Linked DNA regions of Mus musculus: all the other regions are linked to region 1. Evidence: chromatin contacts called from public HiChIP or PLAC-seq data. All regions are on one chromosome and are shown on one strand. Each heading gives the region's core, a stretch centred on a gene start, on an enhancer-like site or on the middle of the called end of the contact. The rest is flanking DNA. Distances are from core to core; before and after follow the strand shown. Region 1 holds the start of Soat1 (sterol O-acyltransferase 1). Region 2 overlaps Gm30472 (a long non-coding RNA gene). Region 3 overlaps Tdrd5 (tudor domain containing 5). Region 4 overlaps Tdrd5 (tudor domain containing 5).

Region 1 (3,783 bases), core at 575-3,074:
TGGCTGGGATTGCTAATTCTTCCTTATTTGGGTCTTAGTTCAGACTACCTCAGAAAAATCAGCCTTTCCTCTGTCTTTACAAAACGTAAGTGGTTAATCATATGCAATTCATGTCATCCAACTCTCTGTGTTCTTTTATGACAACCTGGGAAACCTTTAAAATTAATCATGGCATTCTTTCGCATCTTTTCCTGACCACTCTCTATTTTTTTCCTAACACTTATCACTACTTGCAATTGTCTTATTTTTCTCCCGGTGGCTGCTTCTGTTTTAATTCATGGTTGTGCCTTGACTCGTGCCTTGAAGTAACGGGACATTCAAGTCATTTAAAAAGTGTCCTTGGGACTAAATAATCAAAAGATGATTTGGATTGATTTAGGACATAGATAAAGCAGTTTAGGCCTTGGACTTCTCAAAAGCAAAGATATGAGTGAATTTAGGGTAAAGGTGGGTGAAAGAGAAAGCTAAACGGACTGGAGAGACACTGTCGGCCTGCAAAATTGAACTTCTGTTCTTCCTACTTCATCTTCTTTCTATCTTCCTTCCTTCCTTCCTTCCTTCCTTTCTTTCTTTCTTTCTTTCTTTCTTTCTTTCTTTCTTTCTTTCTTTCTTTCTTTCTTTCTTTCTTTCTTCCTTTCTATCTACCCTACCTACCTACCTACCTACCTACCTACCTACCTATTTACCTACAGGGTCTCTTTGCAAAGCCCTGGCTGTCTTGGAACTCACTATGTGGACCAGGCTGGCTTCCAAATCACAGAGATCCACCTGCCTCTGCCTCCCAGCTGCTGGGATTAAATATGTGCATCACCAAGCTCAGGAGCTGTATACCAGCTCTGTATTTTTATTTTTAACTGACTAAATGGAACAGTGAATAGGCAAGTGTCTCTACCAAGAGTCCCAATAGAAGTGAATTTTTAGTCCCAAATGTTCTAACTGGTGGGATAGGAGGAGGTGGAAGCAAAGGCAGTTGAGTGCTTCCAAATGCTATCACCAAACTGTTGACAGAACCATTAAACACAGTTGTCCCAGAGAGGGCAAAAACTGGGCACACCTGTGCAGAGCCCAGCTGCTCTAAGGCGAGCAGTGTTGCCTGCTATGGGCTAACAGGGGAACTCCTTTTGTGAAAGATCTCCAGAGCAGGCAATTCATGCAAGCCTCAGGCATTGTTTAGGGTATTTGACTAGGAAAGGAATGGTCAGCTGGACAGATTAGGGACTGACTGAAAGATTAACGAAGCCAGTTTAGCTGACACTGTTTTGCAGGCCGACAGTATCTCTCCAGTCTGTTTAATTTTCTCTTTTACCCACCTTTACCCTAAATTCATTCACATCTTTGCTTTTGAGAAATCCAAGGCCTAATCTGCTTTCTTTACCTATGTCCTAAATCTATCTGTATCTTTTTTTTTTTTTTTTGATTATTTAGTTCCCAAGGATGCTTTTTAAATTACTTGATTGTCCCATAATTTCAAGTGACTCACTTCTGTCTTATCTAAGTTGTGTGTTGTTGAAGGACAGACTGAGTCAAGTAGAATTTAGACCACAAAGCAACTTATGACAGGTTTTTTTGCCACTGCTTCTGTCTTATTCCTTAACGGTCAGTATCAGACTCCGCCTTGTCCCATCTCGCAGGCTGCCTTTTCAAACTCTAAGGAAGTTGACTTGGCCTCCTCGTAGCCACACTGGAGGAGAGTTGGGGTGGAGCCAGAAAGCCAGGTAGCTAGAGAAGCCCAGTGGGTACCCTAGATATGGGAGGGGGCGTGGCAGTGGGCGTTGCCGGACGCCGCAGGACCACCAATGGCATCCCGGAGCTCGGGGCGATGCGCGTGACGCAGCCGCGGGCTGGGAGGTTGGGGCGGAGAACGGGGGTGGGGGCCTGCGCTTTATCTTCCTCCGTAGCCCGGCTGGCGGCGTAGCGGGCCGGCGAAGGGACATCCTAGTCTCCGACCGTCCTGCGGCCGCCCAGCCTACCGCCTAGACCGCCGCAGCTGCCCTCCGCTCGCAGGTAACCTCAAGCTTCCGCTCCCCTCCTCCTTTCCTGACCAGGTCCACCCTGAGCCCGAGAAGAAGGGGACTGCGGTGGCGGCGCCGCTCCGGCTCTGCGGGCCTGGCCTGGGCCGGACTGTCCCACCCGGACGCTGTCTGCTGCCTGGGGAGGGTCCCGCTGAGTTTGGAGGGGAGAGCGGGAAAGTTACCCGCAGCCATCCAATGCATCCGATGACTGGCAGCCTTTTCATTATTAGTGATGGTTTGATGTCCCCTCCGAATCATGTGGCGTCTCTCAAGCCAGTCAGTAGTGAAGAAAGTTGAGAATTAGAAGTCATTGCACTCTTTGAAAAGCGACATTAAAAAAAAAAAAAAACCGCTCAGGAAATCAGCTTTCTTTCTTTCTTTCTTTCTTTTTTTTTCTTATTTTCTTTTTTTTTTTTTTTTGATGTGGGCGGAGGAAATGTATATATATATGAAGGGAAAGATGGCACTACCAGGCACCAGACTCTATATGGGCCAGGGAAAAACCTGTTTCAAGCTCATATTCTGTTTTTAAGTAGCGGGGGGGTGGGGGGGGATTAAGTGTCTGTCTTTGATCTTAAGTGCTAATAGACACGTAACTTAAGCAATATATATATTCAGCGGTTTTTTGGGAGGAGACATTGTTGTAAGCTCCAGTCTCTGCATTTTATATAAAACTCCTTGGTCACTGTAATACTTAAGTAGTTGCCACTGTGTCTCCCCCGCCCCCCCAAACTTCTTGCCTTCTTCAAGAATGCAGAATCCAACTTGAATACTTCTTTTTCTTTTGTTTGCTTTCAACTGGGAAATATAAATGACTTGGTTTTTTGAAAAGCCAGCTCAGGCGGCACAGGAGTGGGGCTTGCGAAGAGCTCTGATGCTGTGAAGAGTAAGGAGAGGAAACGTGGAGAAGCACACGGCTTAGCTTGTCACGTGCTTGGAACTGGTCAGGGGTTTCACGTTCTTTCAGGACTCAGACCCAGCTCTAGGCGCCTGAGCTCCTGCTATCTTAAAGGCTGGGCGGGTTCTTCAGGCTCTAGCTCTCCTTCCTTGTGCCTGGAAAGCTGCTTCTTATCTCCTGGACCATTTTCCCCGGGGGCCTTATTCCCCTTCTTCCGCCGCCCCCTAAGCATTCCTCAAATCAAAGATCACTTCCCGGTGGGAGCCACTGGTCAGTCTGAGCCTGTTAGCATTCTGAAGTCTCCTTACCAGCAGGAATCATCTGTAGTAAATAGATGCTTTGTTTTATAGTGAATTTCACGAGGTTAGTCTATCTTTTCTGTGTCTTCTCAGTATCTTGCAGGAATAGAACTAAATAAGAGTGTGGGGGGGGTGTCAAAAAAGGAACTTTGAGAAAAAACATTAACTTTAGGCCTTAACATAGGAGTGAGTGCCTGTTTCCTATGGAAGTTTCATTTGTCAGACAGGACTCTTAGAATTGTGTCCGTCCCCCCCCCGCCGTGTTGGATAACTAGTTATATTTAGTCATTTGTAAGTAAAGTAAACTCAGATGTATATAAAATTTGCTCAAGTACTCATATTCTTTAGTCTTGTTAATTGACCCTGTTCTGTTAGCTTCTTGAAAAAGTTGTAGGGTTGCCAGGTGAGTTCAAGGACAGCCAGGCTATACAGAGAAGAAACCTTGTCTTGAAAAACCAAACCAACCAACCAACCAACCAACCAAAAAACCTACAAAAGCCTCTCCCACCCCCCCCCCAAACCAAACCAAAACACCCCCTAAAAATGTACACATTATGCTTTGGACTGTTAATTT
Region 2 (3,783 bases), core at 466-2,965, 250 kb after region 1:
CAGCACAAAGGGCTCACAAATCACCTTTCTTCCCTGCAAAGTTTCATCTGCCTAATTGTAGAAAATAGGTTTGCATCTGTGGCCAGGAACTAGAGCTAGGTGTACTAAAATCTGGATTTCTCCAAGACTATAGGATTGTTGGGAAGTGTCAGGTTTTGCAAGAGAAACATTTTCAGATTCATGAATGGCAATTTCTAATAAAACAGTTGTGAAATTGTGTCGCTTGACACAACTTAGAGCCATTTGGGAAGAGAGAGCCTCAACTTAGAAGATTCTTCTCTTAGTCGGGGTTTCTATTCCTGCACGAACATCATGACCAAGAATCAAATTGGGGAGGAAAGGGTTTATTCAGCTTACACTTCCACATTGCTGTTCATCACCAAAGGAAGTCAGGACTGGAACTCAAGCAGGTCAGGAAGCAGGAGCTGATGCAGAGGCCATGGAGCGATATTACTCACTGGCTTGCTTCCTCTGGATTGCTCAGCTTGCTCTCTTATAGAACCCAAAACTATCAGGCCAGAGATGGTACTACCCACAATGGGCCTGCCCCCCTTGGTCACCAACTGAGAAAATGCCCCACAGTTGGATCTCATGGAGGCACTTCCCCAAATGTAGCTCCTTTCTCTGTGATAACTCCAGCCTGTGTCATGTTGACACACAAAACCAGCCAGTACAGCCATCTAGAACAGAGACCACAATCAACTTTATCAAATGCTTGACAAAATGTGAAGTGCAGACTAAATGATACACAGCAATGTGGCATGTGACCCCTGCAAGAAAAATACTGGGGACCTGGGATGGACGGTAGAGATAGGAACTTGAGGAAGAAGGTTGAAGAAGGGATTGGAAATGGGATGGTGTTAGGCAACTGACTCTACAGCTTTTCCTAGGGGTAGGTAGGGCAGCGGGACAGGTACTGGAGTGTTGCTGTGCAGGTCGGCCAAAATGGCACAGAGAACTCCTGAGCCCCGGGCCTGCCTCACTCTGCCACAAGTGCACAGACATATTCACACTTCCCGTGGTACCTTTGGCCAAGACAGACCACCAAAGTTCCTCTTCCAGGAATTACAACAGTCAACTGGCTGTCGGATGTATTTGTTACTGGCAAGATGAGGCTGGATGAAGCTCATTTTAGCCTGAAGAGTGCTTTGGAGGATGCTGTCATGGACCAGGCTTCCAGCAGCATCCAGCCTCTCTCCTTCTCTCTGCTGCTTCTGGCCCATCTTCAGGCCTATCACAGGACCCACGTGAGAGTACTCAGGCAACTTCTGGTCTCCAGGGAGGTTTTCTTGCATTTCCATCCATCCTGTGACAATTTTAGAAAGACATACTTATGTGACTGTTTGCTTTTTGTGGGTTTGTCTGTGAGATGCCACTACCTAGAGCACACAGGTGGCCAAGACTTTGCCACAAGGATAGAATGACAAAGCAGTCAAAGAGGTCAGCTGCTCTAGTAGAGGGGAGAGTTAAATGGCTTTTGTCCTTAAGCCACTATTGTTTCAAGACCTGGACTTTTGTGTAGTATGGAAGACCTGTTGGAGAATTGGATTAGCATGTCAGGCATGCCAGCTTATTTCCATAATCCCAGTACTGGTGAGAGATGAATGAGGCTGGACGATTAGAACAAGTTCTCAGGCAGTCTGGGACCCAGAGTTAGGCCCCATCTCAAAACACAAGGCCGAACAGAGCACACTAGCAAGTCCTCTCACACGCTTATCAGTTTGTGCGCAGTTGGCCAGCTGTAGTTCCAGGAAGGCATTCCTTTCTCATCTCCAGGGCACCAGGGCTGGGATGGGGGGAGGGGTGTCTGTTTCTCTTCCTGCCAGCATCCTGAGATCCCGTGGTTTCTCTTCCTTGAAATATATTTGTTCCTCAAATCCCTCCGATGATCTCTGCTAATGGAATGCTCTACGGTGTGTGTCTGTGTGCACTAGTGCATGTGTTCAGTACACATTCCCATCGGTTACTGCTTTGCGTTGAAACTCACTTGTTTCAAATGGTTGTGGCTTATTCAGTCAACTGTATTCAGATCTCCACCCTCCAGCTTCTCTGAATTCCCTTCGGATGAGTATGGGATGTAGACATTCCAGTTTCATTTTAATCCATTGCTGCATGGATCACAAGAGCCAGCCAGGTGAAAGTCCATTCAGTACAAAGACAAAGTAGTCACAATCCAGGGCGGTGCAAGCAGTGGGCACGGGGAGGTGGGGGGCATTGGGCTGAGGACATGATGGAGAGAGAGTCACCAGGCTGGGCAGGTCTGAGAAGGAGTCTCCCGTGCCTTTAACATTTGTCTCTTGCTGTGGAGCCACAGTGGCTTCTTCCTGAGCTGGCCTGGTTTTACAGATGGGTAGGACTGGCATTGTAACACCACTGCCCCTGTCACTCCTTGCATACGGAGATCTCCCATCTCCGCCTCCAACAGGGGTTTGCTGTGGAGACAGCTGAGCTCGCAGCTCCTGGAAGTGCCCAGCAAAGTTCACCTCTGTCCTCCTTTCCTGTTCTCAGAGTGCTTTCAGCCCCATTCCCATTCTTTCCTCTTTTTTTTTTCTTCCAACCTCTGTTTCTATGAAAAGATTAATCTTTATGGTTCAGCTCTCTGAACCAAAGTGCTGATAGAGGGAGAGGCGGCGAGTGGGTGCTTCCCCGCACTGCTTCGGGGTGCTGCGCTCCTGCTTTTTAATCTTGCTGCTGTCAAGCTCCATTAGGAGGTCTGAGCATCAGCCTCCTACCTTTGGGGCCTGGCCTTCCATCAGCCCTGGCTGAAATAAGGGCAGTGCTTGAGATTGGTATAAAAAATGACGGGCCGTGGGTTCCAAAGAGCAGGACTGTAACTCAGTACCTCTCTGGGCTGGTCCCCTCACATGCCACAGGAGACCCTCTGTCCTCCCAGGGTGGTGACAGCCTCTGGTGGAAGCTGTCAGGATGCCATGTGCAGTCAGCCACAGCAGCAGCACACCAGGGCTAAGCAATGGGTTTCCTCTCCTGAGAGCATGGAATGGTGCTGGTAGAAACAAGCCCCCACCTAACGTAAGTGAAGACATCAGCTCGGGCACAAAGGTCAAAGGTGGCAGCTGTCCCTGCTGACTTGGCTTCTTGTCTAGTCCCCTAGGTAGCTTTGCTGAGTCAGAAGTAACACTTTGACTCTTGCCTCAGGACTGGCAATAAGTTTCTCAGAAGGAAGAGGCCTCCTGCATGCCTCCCCTTCTGTGCATTTGGTATAAAGTAGAAACTGGCACCCTACAAGAAGATGAAAGAAATGTTTCTTTGGCTTACATTAGGGCCTTTACTGTCACCTGTGGAAAACATTAAGGGCTCAGCTATGCAAGTTACTATGCTGGATCTAAAGCCAGAAGGGCATATGTGTGTGTGTGTGTATGTACCTGTACATATGTATGTGTATATGAGTGTACAAATGTATATGTGTGCATGTGTATGTCTATGTGTATACATATACATATGTATGTGTGTGCATATAAGCATGTGGGCACATGTGCATATGTATGTGTGTGTATGTATGTGCATATGTGTATGTCTGTATGCTTATATATGTGGTGTGTATTCTTAACGTTCTTGATATTTTTGTATAAAAAAAAGCCCTCCTGAACCAAGGCCTCCTGCACTCGTGTAGCAGATGTGCGGCTTGGTCTTCATGGGAATCCCCCAACAGCTGGAGCAAGGACTTAACCTTGATTCTGCTGCCTGCCTGTGGAACCTGCTCTCCTAACTGGGTCGCCTTGTCTGGCCTCAGTGGGAAAGGATGTACCTAGTCCTGCAGTGACT
Region 3 (3,783 bases), core at 690-3,189, 220 kb after region 1:
TACTGCTTTAGTAGCCTGTCTTCTAGCTTGATTAACAGAGATCTTATACTTACAGCTACTGAAGGAAAAGCACCCTAATAGAGGGAGAGACCACAGCATATATGACGTTGATTCAGAGTGTTAGAAAACAGTAAGCTTAGGGTGGCGCCAAAAGTTCAGTCCAGAGCTCCGCAGTCCTGCTCCACCTGTGCCTACCAGGCTCCTTGCATCCCATTCTGGGACTTGTGCATTGCAGATTCCAGAAAGATTCAAACTATTGACAAGAAAATACCCAGGCTTTCTTTCATCCGTGGTACTGAGAAAGAAGGGCTCCTTCCTTTCCTGTGCTTAGCTGCTAATTTTGGTGCACACTGTCTTACCCAGCTACTTTTTGAATCCTGGTCTTCCTTTCTTCCTAATATGTGGCACAATCTCTAGGCCATCTGTCTGTAGAGATCTGTCCTGCCCTTTTACTCTTTGCTGAAGTGTCTGTGTCTCTTAGACAGATAATCTGATAAATATGTAATAACTCTGTGTTTAACATTTTGAGAAACTGCCAGGCTGTTTTCCACAGCGGCTGAATCTGTTTGCATTTTTGCCAGCAATTTGAGTGCTTCAATGTTGGTGTTACTTAACACTGGATGATAAGGGTCCTGCATTGTCCTGCTGTGTGTGTATTTAACACTGGTCAATGGCGGGAAGAAGGGTAGCCCTCAGTACCATACTTGTTCATAGAAATAGCAATAAAGACCTCTTAGGTTGAATTTTGATACTCATTAAAACATAGAAGAGTGCTTTTTCTAGAGTTTTACTTTTTAACTGAAATCTAAGTAAGGAAGCATAAAAGGTGTCACTTTCCATGCCTTCACCCAATTTCTCCCATTTTGCAGCAGCCAGATTTACAGTATCCTTTGGATTCTTCCACACTGCCCAAACTGGAAGAGTTCTACATCTCTCTGATCAAGTCTCAGCAGTCCGCAGAGAGGAGCCAGTCTGAACCTGCCAGCATTCAGACTCATGCCGGACGGGCAGCCTCAAAAGCACTCAGTTCAACCCCTGCAGTGGGTGACTCTCCAGAAAACCACTCTGGCTCTGGTATGTTTATGTGTCCTTATGCATGCTCAGTTGACAAGTCGGAAGTTTGTCATGTTGCTAAAACCTTCATTGCTTTGAGAACATACCTTGAAAGGTGGCTGGTGCTGCCATTCTCTCCAAGATCGTCTTGGTGTGAGCTCAGGTTTCTCTAATGTTGCCGCTTTCTTTCAGCTTTTGCAGGGGCTTTACATTTATATAAAGTTTCAAGTACATGGTTCTGTGAGTTTTGGCAAATGTCAGTGTTTCCATTAGCCAGACAAGTTTCCTGTGCCCCTTTGCAGTTAGTCCGGACATTAGCATGCTGGCCTCTGGCATGTCGCCGTGCCTGTTACATAGTAGGTAGTTTTCTTGTCTGGCACCTTCCTTTATCTTCATATTGTAGAGTTTTGTTTCTGTTGGCTATTTATTTGGAAGTGACTTTGCTAGGGCATATGTCCACTGCATGCGAAACTTTTTAAACTACCTGTTGGTCCTCCTTTTTAAAGACTCTGATCACACATGCACTGGGCCACTTTGTCCTGATATTGACTTGATAGTTGTTTATTCTCAGTGCTGCTCACTGTGGGTGGTGTCTGTCCTGTGTGTACTCTGATCTCAGATGCTCTGTTCTTTATCTCTAGTTTTGTTTGGAGTCTTTTGTTTTTCAGTTGTTTCTCTCTTCCTCTTGACTATATAATGTCCCAGCACCTGACTTGGTGTATTTATTTTTGTGATTCTTTCTGAAAATTACTGTCTGTGTCCTGTCTTGATTTCTTTGTCATTGTCTCCTGATTCCAAGTCAGACTTTGTTGTGTGTAGTTTTATCTACCCTGCTTTATGCTCTGGGTGGACCGCACTACCAGCCACCCACCCAGGGTCTCTTAGGATCTGCAGATGAAAGACACACAGACACACACTAGCTTATCTTTAACATGCCTTGCTGGCTCAGTGGCACTTCTAAACCTTCTGCAGCTACTGTGCCCTTCCCTCCAGTACTTCTGGCTAAACACCTTCCAAATCTACCTTTAACTTTGCTGCCCAGTTACCTTATGTGATGCCCATTGGTTTGTGCTGACCAAGATGTTTCTGGCTTGCCCTTCTGTGGGCTGTTTTCCCTTTCCACCTACATTCTGGATGATCTCTGAATCTCTGAGTCTGTTATGTCCCCCCCCCGCCCCCCGTTCCTCCCTGTGACCTGCCCACACAACTGTAAGCAGCCCACCCTGGGCCCAACCATTGGCTTCTGGCGTCTTTATTGATAATCAAAAAACAGCTGGGGACAAGGACCTTGAGTGTCTGGACACGCAGATGCCGATTGAATGGAAGCATCAGAACCACACCCTATAACACTGCGTCCTTGGCCATCAGACACTGGATCTTATGTTGTCTGTCTTTAGGGACGGGAGGCAGTAGTTGCACTTCTCGGCATTGGTTTCACACACCTTAGCATTTCCTTAGGAGCTGCTCTCCCACGGCCCAGGTCCCAGCAGACGCTCTGTTCCGGATGCTTGTCCAGTTTTCTAACCATGCAAGGCAGACGGGGAGCAGACACGATTCCCGATCTACACCACAGTTCTCTATGCAGCCACGTAACCATTGTATTATACTTATGTCTTTTTCTCTCAACTGGGCACTACTCATAATTTTATGGTCAGAATATTACTTTTTAGAACACGCTGTCAAATCTTCTGTGACAAAACTTATCACAAGTATCAGGGAAAATAGATCACGTATTATGTGCTTAACATACACAAAGATAAAAGGGATTGACTTATTTTTCTCTGAAGTTATTGAATTTCTGTTTTGAAGATAGCAGTGTCCATCTATCAGTTGCTTGCAGTGGTTGACTGTCAGGATGTCAAACCGACTACACTGCTGCCCAGATTTAAATTCACCTGAAACTTTTAAAGCAGGTTGGTTGGTTTGGTTTTTGGTTTCCCCTTGCTCTGTGACCCATGCTGGACTGAACCTTGCTACATGGTTGAGACGTTCCTGGAAGTTGCTAACCTCCTTACTCTCAGAAGTGCTGAGATGATAGGTGCATGCCCAGTACGCCCCACTGAAGCAGGACTTTGTGGAATAAAGCCAAGTTAGTTTACTCTGCCCCAGAACATGACAGTTCTTCTCTTACAGTAGGATGCTACCTACTGCAGCACTGGCCTAGGAGTCAGCTTCTTAAATCTGTGAGGGGCAAAAATATACAGTAGTAAAGTGCTTTGAACACACAACCACCAAAACTCAATTCAAACCTTTTAAAGATTTATTCATTTATGTACTTGATGTATATGGGTATTTTGTCTGCACACCTGAAGAGGACACTGGATCCCATGAGGCTACGGTTGTAAACGCTGCCCCATGGGCACTAGTAATAGAATTCATGGCCTCTGGAAGAGCAGCCAGTGCTCTTAAGTACTGAGCCATCTCTTTAGCCCCTCAAATCAAACTCTTAATCAATCCAGGGTACTTGTGGTGGGCTCCCACATGCTGCCTCACAGTGCTAAACTTCAGCCTTTGTCCTGAGCACTCTGTATTCTGACATGCCGTTCAACATAACCTGGCCAACAAATGCTATCTGAAGCACCTTGGCTCATACTTTAGATGAGGTTGTCATCAATCTCAATGCTTTTATTGTACAAAGTTTTCTGTTCCTTTAGAAACATAATGATTTCCCCAAACAGGTGGGGGCTAGGAGCTGGATGGCACTCAGTTAATAGAGCGCTTGCCTCAGAA
Region 4 (3,783 bases), core at 442-2,941, 190 kb after region 1:
GAAACTTCAGCCTTCATTCATTCTAGGCAAATAGGATTAATATTTTTGTGCCTACATCTTAATGTGCTTGTGAGCTTGTTTCTTTAGGAGCCACTGTGGTTAGCTGTAGATTTGAGCAGTCCATAATGTGCCAGGCTCAGGTACTCCTAGATGGATAAATTTCAATAAAATATGAGGTTGATTGAGGAATTCTCTAAGAGTTAAGGCATCATATTATTGAATATTAAAGAGTATGTGTGTTAAATAACTGTCTGTTGGTTAGTTAGAAGAAGAAATTGGAGATCAGGTGTTGAGACAGTCACTCACCAGAGTTTGAGAAATTATTTCGGCTCCTGTTTCCCCAGTGTGAGAATTTTACAGTTTGTTCCTCTTTTAGTGCGTCATCCCTGGTGTCTCTCCATCTGCAAGGTTTCCAGGGACAAGTTCCCCTTGCCAGTGTCCCTTCCTGGTGCCTGGCACACGGCCCACTCAGGGGCAGTGGTCCCACACTGTAACCACTCTGACTGTTTCAGGTGGACCGCTTTCATCAGTCAGAAATTCGTGTTTAGTTCAACCAGACAAGAAAACAGAAGCTAACCCTTGGACTTCCAGTCTCTCCAGAAATTCACTATCCACTGTAGCAGTTAAGAAGACCACGTGGGATTGCCCTTTGAAGAACCAGAAGGAGCCAGAACAGAAGATATACAAGAAGCCTAATCTGGTGGTCAAGCCTCTGCAGCTGGTGAGTGGGTAGTGTGTTACATTGTGTTACATTGCGTTACATTGTGTAGGAGGCTCAGTAACCGAGTGAATGCCTCTTTAAACCAGGTGCTCGCTAGAAAAAAAAATAAATCTAGGGACACCTGTCCTTGGAAAAGACCAGTTCTTTTTTGTGGCATTTTTCTGTTTTTTCATTTCCCACACTCGTGGTGTTAAAGTTTTTTGGGTGCCTGAAATGTAAGTTCCCTGACAGCACTGTAAATGTCTCTATTAGTGAGCCTTAAGGTCGAGGCTGGAAAGCCTGGGGCTTTAGAGGGTGCAGAGCCTGCTTTGGCCCAGCCTCGGCCCTGGCCCTGTTCCCTGTTCCTCTGTTGTTTACTTAACTCTTCTCCTTCATGACAGCCTCCCACGGTTCTTTCTGTGTTTGCGTCTCTGCTTGTGACTTTTTTGTTCCTCACTCTAACAGGCTCTTCACTGGGATGAGCAGTTTAAGAGCCTGCTGTTTTTTTCTTCAGGACAATAGGAAGAAGGCCTAGAGGAAAGAGCAAGTGTTAGGATGAAAGTGCTGCAAAACCTTTTGATGGAAAAGTCCCTAAGATCCATCTACTAAAGTTACCCTTGACTAAGGGTAGGGTTAGGTAGGAGGACCTGCCGTACTCCACCTGAATGTCTCCCCTTTTTCTTGGGGACACTTGCCTAACACTCTTAACTTTTTGGCCAATATTTCCATAATGGAGTACTTGAAGGATGTCTTTAAGTGGTGGCTGTAAATGGTATTTTAGCATTCTAAAGCATTCTCAGTCATGAATCTGCCTTGAGCCCAGGGACTGCAATAAGGCTGATTCGTGAAAGAGTTTGAGGGATTTGAAATGTCCCTTTAATGTCTTTCTACGGTTTCTTTCTCTCCCTGCCTTCCCTGTAGCAGGTAGAAACAAACAAACCGCAGCTCAGCCTGTCAGTGGCAAACCACGATATCCCACCAGACGCTGTGCGTGCCAAGAAATTGTGCAGACTTCCTCCATTAGATACCAGCACCCTTGTGGGGGTCTTCGTGGAGTATATAATCTCCCCTAGTCAGTTCTACATCCGGATCTACAGCAGAGATTCCTCAGAACTACTTGAAGACATGATGATTGAAATGCGGTAGGCGCCTCCTGCCCTCACTGTTCCAGCTTAGCTTTAATCAGGAGTTCTCAGATGAGTTGGTCTTGGGACTCCTAAACTAACAAAAAGCTTTTGCTTACTGATGCTTATCAGACAGAAACTTAAACTGCAAAAATTAAAATACCTGTTTTAAAAATCCATGTGAGGTATGATAAATAACATTTTCATGAAAAATAGCTATATTTTTCTAATCCAAGCATGTGCAATAGTCCTTCATATCGATATACCAAGTATATTCCAAATCCCTTTGTAGATACTCAAACTATGAGTTGTACCAAACTCTCTATGTATCTGTATGTATCTATGTGACTTCCTGCCTTTGTGTAATCAAGGGCAAGAGCACATAGTGGTGTACCTACCTCCTGCCTACCTGGAATCGGCACACATTCAGCCCATGTGCAGTCAGACACAGACCCTTCCTATGTGCAGCCAGGGGCAAGCAAGCTTGTCTAGAGAAGCGAAAACACTTGTTATCTTTAAAATACAAGAGCAGGCAATTACAAGAATAACCCCTGGCAGTCTGGAAGTTGTCTGTCCTTGGGCAAGTAGAATTTATAGGTTAGAGGCACGTTGTTTGTTTTGTAGTTTTTTTTAAGCATAGGAATTTTAAACTTTAAAGTAAAGTGTAATCTTTATCATCACATTAGTAGTTTTAATGCAAATGGTATTACATTGAAAATCAACTACTGCCGGGTGGTGGCACGCCTTTAATCCCAGCACTTGGGATGCAGAGGCAGGTGGATTTCTGAGTTCGAGGTTAGCCTGGTCTACAGAGTGAGTTCCAGGACACCCAGAGCTACACAGAGAAACCCTGCCTCGAAAAACAAAAAAAACAAAAAAACAAAAGAAAGAAAATCAACTACTTTTTTTTATTGTTGTTGTTTTGTTTTTGGAGACAGGGTCTCACCATGTAGACCAGGCTGGCCTCAAGCTCACAGATACCCTCTTACCTCTACCCCCCAAAGTACTGGCATTTAAGGTGTGTGCTGCCCTGCTTGGCTTGGTTGTTATTTTTTTTTTAAAGATTTATTTATTTATTATATGTAAGTAGACTGTAGCTGTCTTCAGACACTCCAGAAGAGAGCGTCAGATCTTGTTACAGATGGTTGTGAGCCACCATGTGGTTGCTGGGATTTGAACTCTGGACCTTCAGAAGAGCAGTCGGGTGCTCTTACACACTGAGCCATCTCACCAGCCCCCTTGGTTGTTATTTTTAAAAGATGATTCTGTTATGTGTCTGTGTGGGAGTGTGTGCGTGTGACTACACGTGCCCATGGAAGTCAGAAGATCCCAGATCCCCCGGAGCTGTAGCTACAGTGCTTGGGAGCTGCCTGATGTGGGTGCTGGGAACAGAACTTGGGTCCTCTGCAAAAGAAATAGTACATGCCCTTTAACCACTAAGCAATCATTCCAGTTCCTGCAAGCGACATTTGGGTCCCCACCAAAGGCTAGTTTAGGTCATAATTCAAATACAAAGTGCTTTTCCTTGGGATTCTTGGAAAATACTGTGTATGTACTTCAGGTTTTTTGTTTTTTGTTTTTTGTCAATAGATAATAATTGACTTGTACTGCCTTATCAAGGATTTGATTTTTTTTTTTTTTAAGACAGGGTTTCTCTGTATAGCCCTAACTATCTTGGAACTCAAGGTGTGGGTCACCAATCCTGGCTTTGGCTTCAAGGGCATTCTTTTTCTTTTCTTTTTTTTTTTTTTTCTTTTCTTTTCTTTTTTTTTTTTTAAAGATTTATTTATTACATGTAAGTACACTGTAGCTGTCTTCAGACGCACCAGAAGAGGGTATTAGATCTCGTTACAGATGGTTGTGAGCCACCATGTGGTTGCTGAGATTTGAACTCTGGACCTTTGGAAGAGCAGTCGGGTGCTCTTACCCACTGAGCCACATCACCAGCCCTCTTTTTCT

Evidence for each region. HiChIP or PLAC-seq counts read pairs in DNA pulled down with a chosen protein or histone mark.
Region 2: an HNF4G HiChIP or PLAC-seq map of pancreatic cancer cells shows a contact between it and region 1. The contact joins the enhancer-like site here to the promoter of Soat1 in region 1. A contact is called at or near these places in 4 of 39 promoter capture datasets (the 3T3-L1 cell line, the HPC-7 cell line, embryonic stem cells and 1 more), 3 of 484 Hi-C or Micro-C datasets (embryonic stem cells and muscle stem cells) and 2 of 115 datasets of contacts at active chromatin or transcription factors (the HPC-7 cell line and pancreatic cancer cells).
Region 3: a contact with region 1 is called in an H3K27ac HiChIP or PLAC-seq map of extraembryonic endoderm stem cells, with 2.8 times the contacts expected there. The contact joins the enhancer-like site here to the promoter of Soat1 in region 1. A contact is called at or near these places in 12 of 39 promoter capture datasets (the 3T3-L1 cell line, 3T3-L1-derived adipocytes, the HPC-7 cell line and 7 more), 1 of 15 datasets of contacts at CTCF or cohesin (large pre-B cells), 10 of 484 Hi-C or Micro-C datasets (the 3T3-L1 cell line, the HL-1 cell line, the HPC-7 cell line and 3 more), 13 of 115 datasets of contacts at active chromatin or transcription factors (the HPC-7 cell line, the SCID.adh cell line, T-cell acute lymphoblastic leukemia and 9 more) and 2 of 9 other capture datasets (adipose tissue and embryonic stem cells).
Region 4: a contact with region 1 is called in an H3K27ac HiChIP or PLAC-seq map of the HPC-7 cell line, with 8 times the contacts expected there. The contact joins the enhancer-like site here to the promoter of Soat1 in region 1. A contact is called at or near these places in 5 of 39 promoter capture datasets (the 3T3-L1 cell line, 3T3-L1-derived adipocytes, the HPC-7 cell line and 2 more), 2 of 484 Hi-C or Micro-C datasets (the G1E-ER4 cell line and granulosa cells), 4 of 115 datasets of contacts at active chromatin or transcription factors (the HPC-7 cell line, embryonic hindbrain, embryonic stem cells and 1 more) and 2 of 9 other capture datasets (adipose tissue and pancreatic islet).

The regions. Positions count from the first base shown.
Region 1 is chr1:156,472,369-156,476,151 of GRCm38.p6, reverse strand. It overlaps Soat1 (sterol O-acyltransferase 1), which reads left to right and starts at 1,824. Exons shown (of 16, transcript NM_009230.3): 1 at 1,824-2,004.
Region 2 is chr1:156,220,808-156,224,590 of GRCm38.p6, reverse strand. Gm30472 (a long non-coding RNA gene) reads right to left here. Exons shown (of 3, transcript XR_865656.1): 2 at 1,026-1,306; 3 at 644-680. Among named protein-coding and RNA genes, the nearest start is that of Gm30472, 9.6 kb to the right of the region's middle. Within about 2 kb of position 1,715, at least 66 of the 459 cell types and tissues checked have an H3K27ac peak or open chromatin away from gene starts, as enhancers often do. A contact at or near this core is called in muscle stem cells and pancreatic cancer cells, where this site is marked.
Region 3 is chr1:156,257,022-156,260,804 of GRCm38.p6, reverse strand. Tdrd5 (tudor domain containing 5) reads left to right here. Exons shown (of 18, transcript NM_001134741.1): 17 at 870-1,074. Among named protein-coding and RNA genes, the nearest start is that of Tdrd5, 44 kb to the left of the region's middle. Within about 2 kb of position 1,939, at least 2 of the 459 cell types and tissues checked have an H3K27ac peak or open chromatin away from gene starts, as enhancers often do. A contact at or near this core is called in extraembryonic endoderm stem cells, where this site is marked.
Region 4 is chr1:156,282,324-156,286,106 of GRCm38.p6, reverse strand. It overlaps Tdrd5 (tudor domain containing 5), which reads left to right. Exons shown (of 18, transcript NM_001134741.1): 8 at 513-721; 9 at 1,622-1,842. Among named protein-coding and RNA genes, the nearest start is that of Tdrd5, 19 kb to the left of the region's middle. Within about 2 kb of position 1,691, at least 23 of the 459 cell types and tissues checked have an H3K27ac peak or open chromatin away from gene starts, as enhancers often do. A contact at or near this core is called in the G1E-ER4 cell line and the HPC-7 cell line, where this site is marked.